2 separate regions of the Sus scrofa genome follow, and region 2 is linked to region 1. The links are chromatin contacts, called in public Hi-C maps. All regions are on one chromosome and are shown on one strand. The core of a region is the stretch at or near the end of the contact, and the rest is flanking DNA. Distances in the headings are between cores, read along the strand shown.

Region 1 (4,785 bases), core at 1,546-4,045:
TGGCTGATCTGGGGAGGAAGGACAGATGTAATAGCCTTTTTTGGCCATGCCCACCGCATGCAGAAATTCCTGAGCCAGGGAATGAACCCAAGCCACAGCAGTGACCTGAGCCACTCCAGTGACGACCTGCTGAGCCGCACGGGAACCCCTCAGAATGGAGCCGTGGGAATACTGCCACACACCCCGCTGTTCTTGTGAAAATTCAGAAGATTTTTTTTTCCTTGAATGTATGCTTTGTCGTTTGTTCTGTGTCTTTGATTCATTTCTAGAGTTCTAAAATTGTTGGGTTTTGGAGTTTCCAAAGTGGCCCAGTGTGTTAAGGACCCAACATTGTCTCCATGAGGATGCAGGTTCGATCCCTGGTCTTGCTCAGTGGGTTAAAGCATCCCTCATTGCTGCAAGCTGCGACGTAGGTCCCAGATACAGCTTGGATCTGGTGTTGCTGTAGCTGTGGTGTAGACCTCAGCTGCAGCTCTGAATCAACCCCTAGCTTGGGAATTCCCATATGCCACGCACATGGCCATAAAAAAAAAATGTAAAATGGTTGGTTCTTATTGATTTGTCATCTTTGTTGCTTTTCCAGGAAAGCGGTTTCCTAAGATCCACTCTTTCAACAGCCTCTATTTTTAAGCTGTCTTGAAACTCTTTAGGAAACAGGTCCGGTATAAAGCATGACGTGATTATATCAGTTAACCAAAACCATAAGATTTTTATAAAACCATCCTTCAAAAACATAAGTCACTCTTGGAATATTCAAGAGAATTTCCAAAGCATTAAGAATAGAGCCTTACACACTGTATCTTTAGCCCGCACTATTCTGTTTTAAGTTGTCCTAGTTTTTCCATAGAACCCAACATACCCTTCAAGATAAAATACACTTGCAGACAAGAGATTCTGTCTGTGAACCTGACACAAAAGGGGCCCTTAAAGACCCATCAAGAAGCTTTTGTCTTAGGACTTCCTCAGTTCGTCAAGAGCAAATGCTTATAAACAAAGAAATCTGCCACCCAATGCAGCAGTAATTGTGAACCATTGGTAAATACCATGTCTGATTAAAGCAACAGGATGGAAAATCTTAGCACCCCTGTATCAGGCAGCCACCCTGACCAAAATGTTTAATGAACCCCCTGGTGGAGCAAAATCTGTACTTCCTTTTAGAGACTTTTAAAAATAGAAACGAAAGTCTGGAAACAGCTGATAACTGCTCCCGCCGCTCAAATATCTCAGTCATTATGATTGTTGATTCTGAATATACCCAAGACGATGGATGCCTGCAGTACCCACAAAGCTCGCGTATTGCTTTTGAGGCTGTATAAGGGGTGACAGCCCAGTCAAGGAATTCACACACCTCTGGGACCAAGATCCACCAGCCATTGACCCCTTGCTGCTATACACCAGTGACTGCTCACAGAAACTCAGATGAAGAGGAACGGCAACCTGAAAGGTACCCAGCCAAGGAGAAATTAGAGTCAGACCCAACCAGGGTTTATTAAACATGCTCTCATCTGTGCAACTACACGAATTCCAAGGCTTAGGGCAGGTAAGCCCCAGGACGCAATGCATTCTCAGCCCAGCCCGCCTGTTTCCCACGAGAGCTGCTGACTGTCTGCATTTCTGATTACAGCTGCCTTTCCAACCAGGAAGAATAGGCCCTATGTTCCCAAAGGCCTCTGCTCCTCATAGGCAGGACCCCCTGCTTCCTGGATGCTTTTTTCCCCCCTGACTCCTGTGTTCTTACACTTTAGTTCTGCTCTCTGTTCCTCAAGCCCTAGTCACTCATCTGGTCCTACGAGCATTTACCATTTTCTATGTGTATCACGCACCAGAGCTACAACAAGAACAGACCAAAGGCAGTGCACCAGGTGTCACAGAAAATGTGAACTGGGGGGTTTATTCAAAAAAACATGGAAGGTTTCACCCTTGACCAAATTCCCAAGTTGTGAAAGCTCCATTCAGCCAGCATCTTCTCATCCCTGCCCCACCAATAGCATCGCTCGGCCTTGACCTTCAGACCAGAGCTGGGGGGAGGGGAGGTCATTCCAGGGCACAGGTTTACTGCAAGGATAATGTACTTACTTGGCACACACACACTAACCCACAGGCAGATACACACAGACACACAGACACACTCACCCACACAGATGCACACACCCACAGATACACACGTGCACACTCACACACAGACACACCTGCACACACACACACATGAATATGCATGCACAGCCCTATACACATGTACACACCCAAAGACACATGCCCACACATGCAGGCACATGCTGATACACACATGAACACACGCACGCTCACACAGGCCCACAAGTGTGCATAACGCACACAGGTGCACACACTCAGCCATACACGGATCCACACAGAGACATACTCGCATGCACACTGACATACACACACACACACACACACACACACACACACACACACACAGTATCTTGGAAGCCTCCCTGCAAGGCCAAGGAAAGCGTACGGACAGCACATAGACATGCTTCCTAGAAGGCTCTGGATCCAAGCACTTAGCTGGGCCCTCCTGAGCCTGGGTTACCGGGCGGGCGGAGGCCCCTGGCCCGGGCTCACGCGTAAAAGGCATAGAATCAAGCAAGACAGGTGGTCCCTCGCTCCCTCCCCAGCTTCTGCGAGCTTTAGAGTAAAGAGGTGGGGAGTAAACCGTGCCCCAGATTAGAGCAGAGCAGTGGGCACCGCCCCCTCAGGCCCCGGGGTCTGGGGCACCGGCCCTGTCCTCAGCCCGCGGCCCTGTGCAGCGGGGCCCTGGCCCCCTCTTGGGACTCATCCGGGTTCCCGAATTCCAGAGGCCTGCGCACGGTGACCCGCCAGCTCCCGGGGTCTGCCCCAGGCTGCGCCCCTCCCGCGCGTCCGCCCCCTCGCCGGGCGGAGGTCTTTGTGTCAGCGTCACGCTCGGGATAGAATCCTGGACACGTGGGGTATCCCGCGGGGAACACTACGGTGGCTCGGGCCCCCCCAAAGAATGCCCTTTGTTTTATTTTGCAAGCAGTCAACCGAGCGAGCGGCCCGGCGGGTCGCAGCGTCGCCTCCCGCCGAGCCGGGCAGGGGGCGGGCCCGGGCCCCTGGGCTTTGCGGCGCATGCGCAGCTCGGGGATGCAGCCGGCACCTGCCGGGCTGGCGGCAGAAGGAGGGGACCCGCCCGTCGGGGCGTCCCCTGGCCCTGCAGCGACTCCTTCTCCTGGTCTCCCTGAGCAGAAGGGCCGAGTTCTCTCGGAGCTGCGGTTGTCTACACCAGGCTGCTGAGAAGCTCCGTAACACTGTCCAAAGAGCGAGAAGAAAGAAAAGGAAACCCTCCACCTTTCGGGCTTCCTCTGCCCAGGAGGACGGGGTTTTTGTTGGGATTCGGGCCTCCCTTGCTGCCCCCTCCCATTTCGGCAGCTGAGGCCTGTCTTTAGGTAAAAACTGTGAGAGAAAAGAGAAAAGCTAGGAAGTAACCCCCCTCCCCTCCCGCCCCCACCTCCTGAGGGGTGCTTCTCCGATTTTGACTTCACAGTTTACAGCCTTTGTGACTCTTCTGAGTCCTCAGGCGACTGTATTTTGTTTTGCCCGGTGGTTTCTGTTGCACTCTGCGGGAGAGGCTGCGGCAGACTCCCGCCAGCCTGGTCGGAACCGGAGCTCCAGGGAGCCGTTCACTTCCGTCTCCATGGTGACTCGAGGCCTCTCAATGGACAGGGAGGTTTCCAGGTCTTTCCACCATCCCTGCTCATCCCCAAACCCCCGCCCCCCACCCTCCCCACCCCAGTTTGCAGGGACCTCCACGCCTGGTTCCCTCGAACCTCCAGGCATCTCAGGGTCTCCCATCACCTGCTGATATTTTCTGAAGACCCCCAATTCCTTCCCACCCTCTCCTGTCTTCCAGCAGCTTCTTCCGTTTCTCCAAAGGCTTGGCCACTGGTCACCCACGACCAGAGGTCACCAGGACCCATCTGTGTCCCTTATAACCATCTCCCTCACAAGGACCAAGAAAGTAAAATTCTTTCCATGTCACTGGAGTACAACCAGAGACAGGAAATCCTGCTCCCTCAATGAGGTGACAGTGGCCAGGAGCAACAGAGAAGGCACAGAGGCCAAGGGTGGCCTTTAGAAACAAAACGGCGGGGACGCTGGGAAGCAGAGGGAAGAAGGGTGTTCCTGGGGGAGGAAGGATCTGAGAAACCAGGCAGAGGACAAGGCGCAGAGCACGTGTAGTGCAGGTCTTCCTCCAGCCACAGGGAGAAGCCCCCACAGGGGCCTGAGCAGGAAACCCCAAGGAAGAATTAGCTGAAATTTAGCTGTGTATATTCTACTTCCTAGTTTTTTTTGTTGTTATATAAAACATGATATTACGTGCTCTAAAGTTTCCCTTTCATCTTGCTCTACCAGACTTTATTGGATTTTCTAAATTCTGCTGTCTTTCCTGAGATTGCACTAAATGTCACGCTTTTACTCGGGGGAGCATGTGTACCCTCAGCAGGGCACTTGTTTGGGCATTTCCTTTAACTCAGCATGGAATTCTCGAAAATGTCAGACCCTGGTAATCATTCCTGCCTCTGCTGAGATCTTGCTATTCCACAGCGGTAGGTAAGCGTTCCCAAGCTTGAGGGCTTCTTGAAACTTCTCTCCAGGCTGTACACCCACCCTCTGTCCACGTCTCCCCAAATTAGGGAATTTATTTGAAAACTATCAGAATTGTGTTTTCTCTCCTTTTCCCAGTATAGTCTCTGGGGCGTTGTGGAGGCCTGAGATGCAGCACGAGAATCTTCTCCTGTTTTC
Region 2 (4,501 bases), core at 190-2,689, 48 kb after region 1:
CTGGCCTGGCCCCATCCTGGCTCCAAGGGAGGGGGATACTGGGATGGAGACAAGATGAGGTGGCCTCCAGAACTGTGCCAACGTGGCCCGAGGTTATTAAGAGAGATTTCTGTCTTGGTCCTTGCCCTGTGAGGACAGCCTTAGCTTCCCTCGAAACCAATCAGAAGATTCCTCCTCCAAGGGCTTTGCATTCGAAGGTCACAGATCCTGCCTCAGTGTGCTCCTGCTTTCTGGAATCACCCATCACCCTTGCCTTCAACCCAAAAATCCAGCTGACCCTAGGGCTCTAACACCGGAATATGAAATGAAGTCACACCTTCTTCCCCCCAGACACCTTCTGGAAAGGTAACCTAGAATTCAAGATGTCAGTGAGCTGATGCAGCCTTTTCCAAATGCCAGATGGTCAAAGCTGACAGTGATACTGCAAACAAGCCCAGTTGTGCATCTTACAGTCAGAGAGGCCAGTGAGGGCAAGGGAGCATCCCAAAGGACCTAGGGGACAGTGCCCTCCCCAAGACAGGGCCTGGGATTCCTGGCCACCAAGCCAGGGATCCCCCACCCCCACCCCGCCGGACCCACCTGCTTCCCCTCCCAGAGCCGCCCAGGCTCAGACCCTGCTCTGCAACCCAGCCTCACCTCGTCTCGCCCAAGGAAGCCCTCCCCAAGCGCCCAGACCCTGTCACTTGTTCTTAGATGATTTCTTTAGAACGATTTTGCAAAGCAAGCTTTTCATTCAATCCATTCCCTATTTGTGAGCCATGCCTCCCCCCAGGAGTGGTGTTTTCTAGCTTAGAAGGGGTCTGGGAGGTAAAACCTCAGAAGGCTGCCCCCTGCCCCCTCCAGCCAGACACACGCACACACATTTACACTGAAGGACCGTCCTGGAAGCGGACAGGCACCGCAGGGAAGGTCCAGGCCTCCCGGTGCTGGATTCCTCTCCTCCACACCCCCGTGCATGGCGCGCACGCACGAGCTCAGGACAAGGAATGCACTGCCTCACAGGGGGAGAGATGGGCACGCCCGCTATAGGAGGTCGCGCTGCCGTGGCGACCCTAGCCCCCGGGCAGCAACGAGGGGGACATCGCAGCTGGGAGCAACAGGCCCAGGCCCAGCTCACTGGCGATGCAGAGCCCGAGGGAGACCCCGCGCCTTCCGTCCTAGTCTGATCCGTCGCCATCAGCTCGAGAGGAGCCTGGGGACAGAGCCCCGAGTCACCCCTCGCCCCTCCGGAGCAGGACGCACGGGGCTCGCCCTGGTGGGCTCAGGGGAGGAGGTGCAGCCAGGTGCGGGTGCGGGAGGACGAAGGCCGAGCGGGTCCCCGTGGCCCCCGAGGAGGTTGGGGCGCCCCCGTGCCCGACCCAGCATCTTCTTACCGCAGAGCAGTAGCAGCAGCAGCAGCAGCGGAAGAAGGTGCCGGCGCCGCGGCGCTGTCGCCTCCATGGCTAGCCAGCTGTGGCGCGCCGTCCAGCTGCGGCGGGAGCAGTCCAGCTGCGGCAAGCGATACAGCTGCGTCCCCGCTGGGGGCGCTAGGGGCTCCCGGAGGCGGAGCTCAGGCGGGGGGGTGGGGCCGCAGAGAGCCCGCCCCCAGGAGGTGCTTTGCCCCCGGGAGGGGCTCCCACCCCAGGACGCGCTCCCACCCCAGGACGCGCTCCCACCCCAGGACGCGCTCCCACCCCAGGACGCGCTCCCACAACGAGGATGCACGCCTCCCCCCGCCTCAGCCTCCCAGGGGCCCTCCGTCGGGTCGTGCTCCTCCGAGATACGCTCCCCCGCAGGACGCTTCCTCCCCTAGGATACGCCTGACCCCCCAAGACATGTCCTCCCCCACAGGGCAGTCCTTCCCCCAGGAGGCACCCCCTCCCCGGGGCAAGCCCCCTCCTCCTGCTCCAGGGGCAAGGCCCATGCCAAGTTCGCGCTTGTGGGGCCTCGGCGTCCGGCGGGGCAGGGGGACCGGAGAGGGGTGGGCAGCCTGGCAAGGAGCAGACGGGATCCGGCAGGTGCACCCACCCTTACCCCAGCCCGCAGAAGGGCTCGGGGAGGTGTCTGGAGAGGGGGTGCTGTGCAGCGCGGGGGGACAAGAGAGACTGGGAAGGGGGGAGGGGGTGCGGAGAGGGAGCCCCCCTGAGGAGGGAGCTAGCTGGGAGTGGGGGAGTCCCTGTGTGCCGCGAGGAACCCTCATGGTGAATCGTGACTGACTCTAGAGTTCCCGTGGGCCCCAATCCTTGCTGGGGGCCTCCCTGCGCTGGAGCCTTTGCACCCTCCGGACCAGAGGGGATGGGGCACAGACAGGTGCACACACCTACACTTGCACACACACCACTGCCCATGGCCCGGGTCCTCAAGCCCTGGTGCTTGCTCTGTGCTTTCTGAAGGCCTCGGGGGACAAAAGAGGGCCTGGAGCATGACTGGGTGTCCCTAATGACCTGACCTAAAGAAGTGTCATGGGCTCTGAGGGGAGGGAGGAGGGACTCAGGATTCTCCTACCATGGGTCACGTAGCCTGGTTTGGTCGCCTCTGTCACTCATCCCCTAGCACAGACCCTGGCCCCCATGGACATCTGGGCACTTTGTCACCTGGTGGGGTGGAAACCCTTCTGCCCTGCAGTGCTCAGAGACATGCTGGTCTGAGGGCTCAGGGAGCAGGGCTGGGAAGGTAGGACCCCCTCAGGGGTTGACTGCTCTTAGCCGGAGCATCCATCCCAAGTCAGAGGGATGAGCAGGAGGGATCCCCACCTGGCCAGGGCCTCCGCCTCTCTGAGTGGGGGAGGCAGGAATTAACCCGGCCTGGAAGGCCGGGGGTGTGGGAGGATTCTAGCGCAGGCGTTGCTGAACAGCTGCCTCGCATAAGCCCTGCTGACCTTTCCTGCATTAGGAAGCCCACTTAATAAGGGATTTCTGCGCTTATTCTGCTAAGAACCAGAATTATTTCAAGGAGGAATTAAAGCTAATTAAAATTGACCAACCAGCCTGCCCAAGGTGGTGGGGAGCACAGATGCAGGAATGACCCAGAACCTCCTGTGACCCAGGCCTGGCAGGGGCTGCAGGCTCCATCCGTGCATCCTGCCAGCCACCCTTCTCAGATGCCCTGCACCAAGAGAGACAAACCAAGAGCAAGTTCAGATGTCACCAGTGTCCCAGGAGGCCACAGGATCACGGAGGCCCACACCACTCCACAGGAGAGGTGAGGCCAGACCCCACAGATGGTTGCACACAAGCAGGCTGGGACAGGAGGGTGGGTCATCAGAGGGGGCCAGACCAGACAGCACCCTGAAGTCTGCCCCCTGGGGCCGTGCTCCGCACACCACCAGTACTTGGGAATGAGCACCCTGGGAGGCAGCGCTGGATAAAGTTTCTCCTCTTTCCAGGATGCCCTCCCCTCCCCCATCCTGGCTCTGATGTCCCTGCAGGTTCATTCCCTGCACCCCCACCTCCATGCAGCTCCTCGGTCTCCCACAGCAAACTTCCCAGGGCCCACAGGCTGCCCCATTGCCCCTGTTAGAAGGAGTCCATGAGAAGCAAGGCTCTAGCTCCTCTCCCCTGTGCCCCCACAGAGCAAATGACTGCTGGTGCAGGTGGTTTTTGTGAGAAGGGAAGATGCACAGACATAGACCCAGCCAGGCTCCATTATATCCAAAACACAAGACCCTCAAGGAGCCTAGCATTTTCCATCTGAAGCTGGAGAGAATAACATCCCTGCCCCATTCTCAGGACAGAGGTGAGGACAAAGGAGCCTGTGCTGAGCCCACAGCGGGATAGAGATGGAAATTATGGAAGTGGAGGTGGTGGTGGAGGTGGAGGTGATGGTTGAGGTAGAGATGGTTCAGGTGGAGATGCAGGTTGGAAGTGGCAGAGGTGGAGATGGTGGAGACCGTGAAAATGGTGGTGGAGGTGGATGTGGAGCTGGTGATTGAGGCAGAGATGGTACCGGTGGAGGCAGAGGTGATAGAGGTGGGGATGATGAAGATGGTAGTGGATGCGGTAGAGGTGGAGTTGCTGGTGGAGGTAGAGATGATGGAGATGGAGATGGTGGTGGAAGTGGAGTTGGTGGACATGGTGGAGATGGTGGTGGAGGTGGAGTTGGTGGACATGGTGGAGATGGTGGTGGAGGTGGAGTTGCTGGTGGAGGCGGAGATGGTGGAGGTGGCAGAGGTAGAGATGATGGACAGAGTGATGGAAGTGGAGGTGGTGAAGGTGGAGATGGTGGTGGAGGTGGAGTTGGTGGACATGGTGGAGATGGTGGTGGAGGTGGAGTTGCTGGTGGAGGCGGAGATGGTGGAGGTGGCAGAGGTAGAGATGATGGACAGAGTGATGGAAGTGGAGGTGGTGAAGGTGGAGATGGTGGTGGAGGTGGAGTTGGTGGTTGACGCGGAGATGGTACAGTAGAGGTGGCACGAGTGGAGATGGAGGTGGAGTCGAGGAGGACCCAGATGGCCGCAGCTGGCTCAGAAAAGCCCAGCAGCCTCATCTGACTCCTCCTTGCAGCCCCATCACCTGAACAGGTG

The links. A called contact is a pair of places that touch in the nucleus more often than the background predicts.
Region 2: a contact with region 1 is called in a Hi-C map of epiblast stem cells, with 2.4 times the contacts expected there. The contact joins the promoter of RAMP3 here to the enhancer-like site in region 1. A contact is called at or near these places in 1 of 5 promoter capture datasets (liver), 17 of 47 Hi-C or Micro-C datasets (alveolar macrophages, brain, embryonic fibroblasts and 11 more) and 1 of 2 datasets of contacts at active chromatin or transcription factors (skeletal muscle).

The regions. Positions count from the first base shown.
Region 1 is chr18:50,291,861-50,296,645 of Sscrofa11.1, forward strand. No RefSeq gene overlaps it. Among named protein-coding and RNA genes, the nearest start is that of RAMP3, 49 kb to the right of the region's middle. Within about 2 kb of position 2,796, at least 27 of the 83 cell types and tissues checked have an H3K27ac peak or open chromatin away from gene starts, as enhancers often do. A contact at or near this core is called in brain, epiblast stem cells, fetal liver and 1 more, where this site is marked.
Region 2 is chr18:50,341,662-50,346,162 of Sscrofa11.1, forward strand. It overlaps RAMP3 (receptor activity modifying protein 3), which reads right to left and starts at 1,440. Exons shown (of 4, transcript NM_214089.1): 1 at 1,374-1,440. The coding sequence starts at 1,440.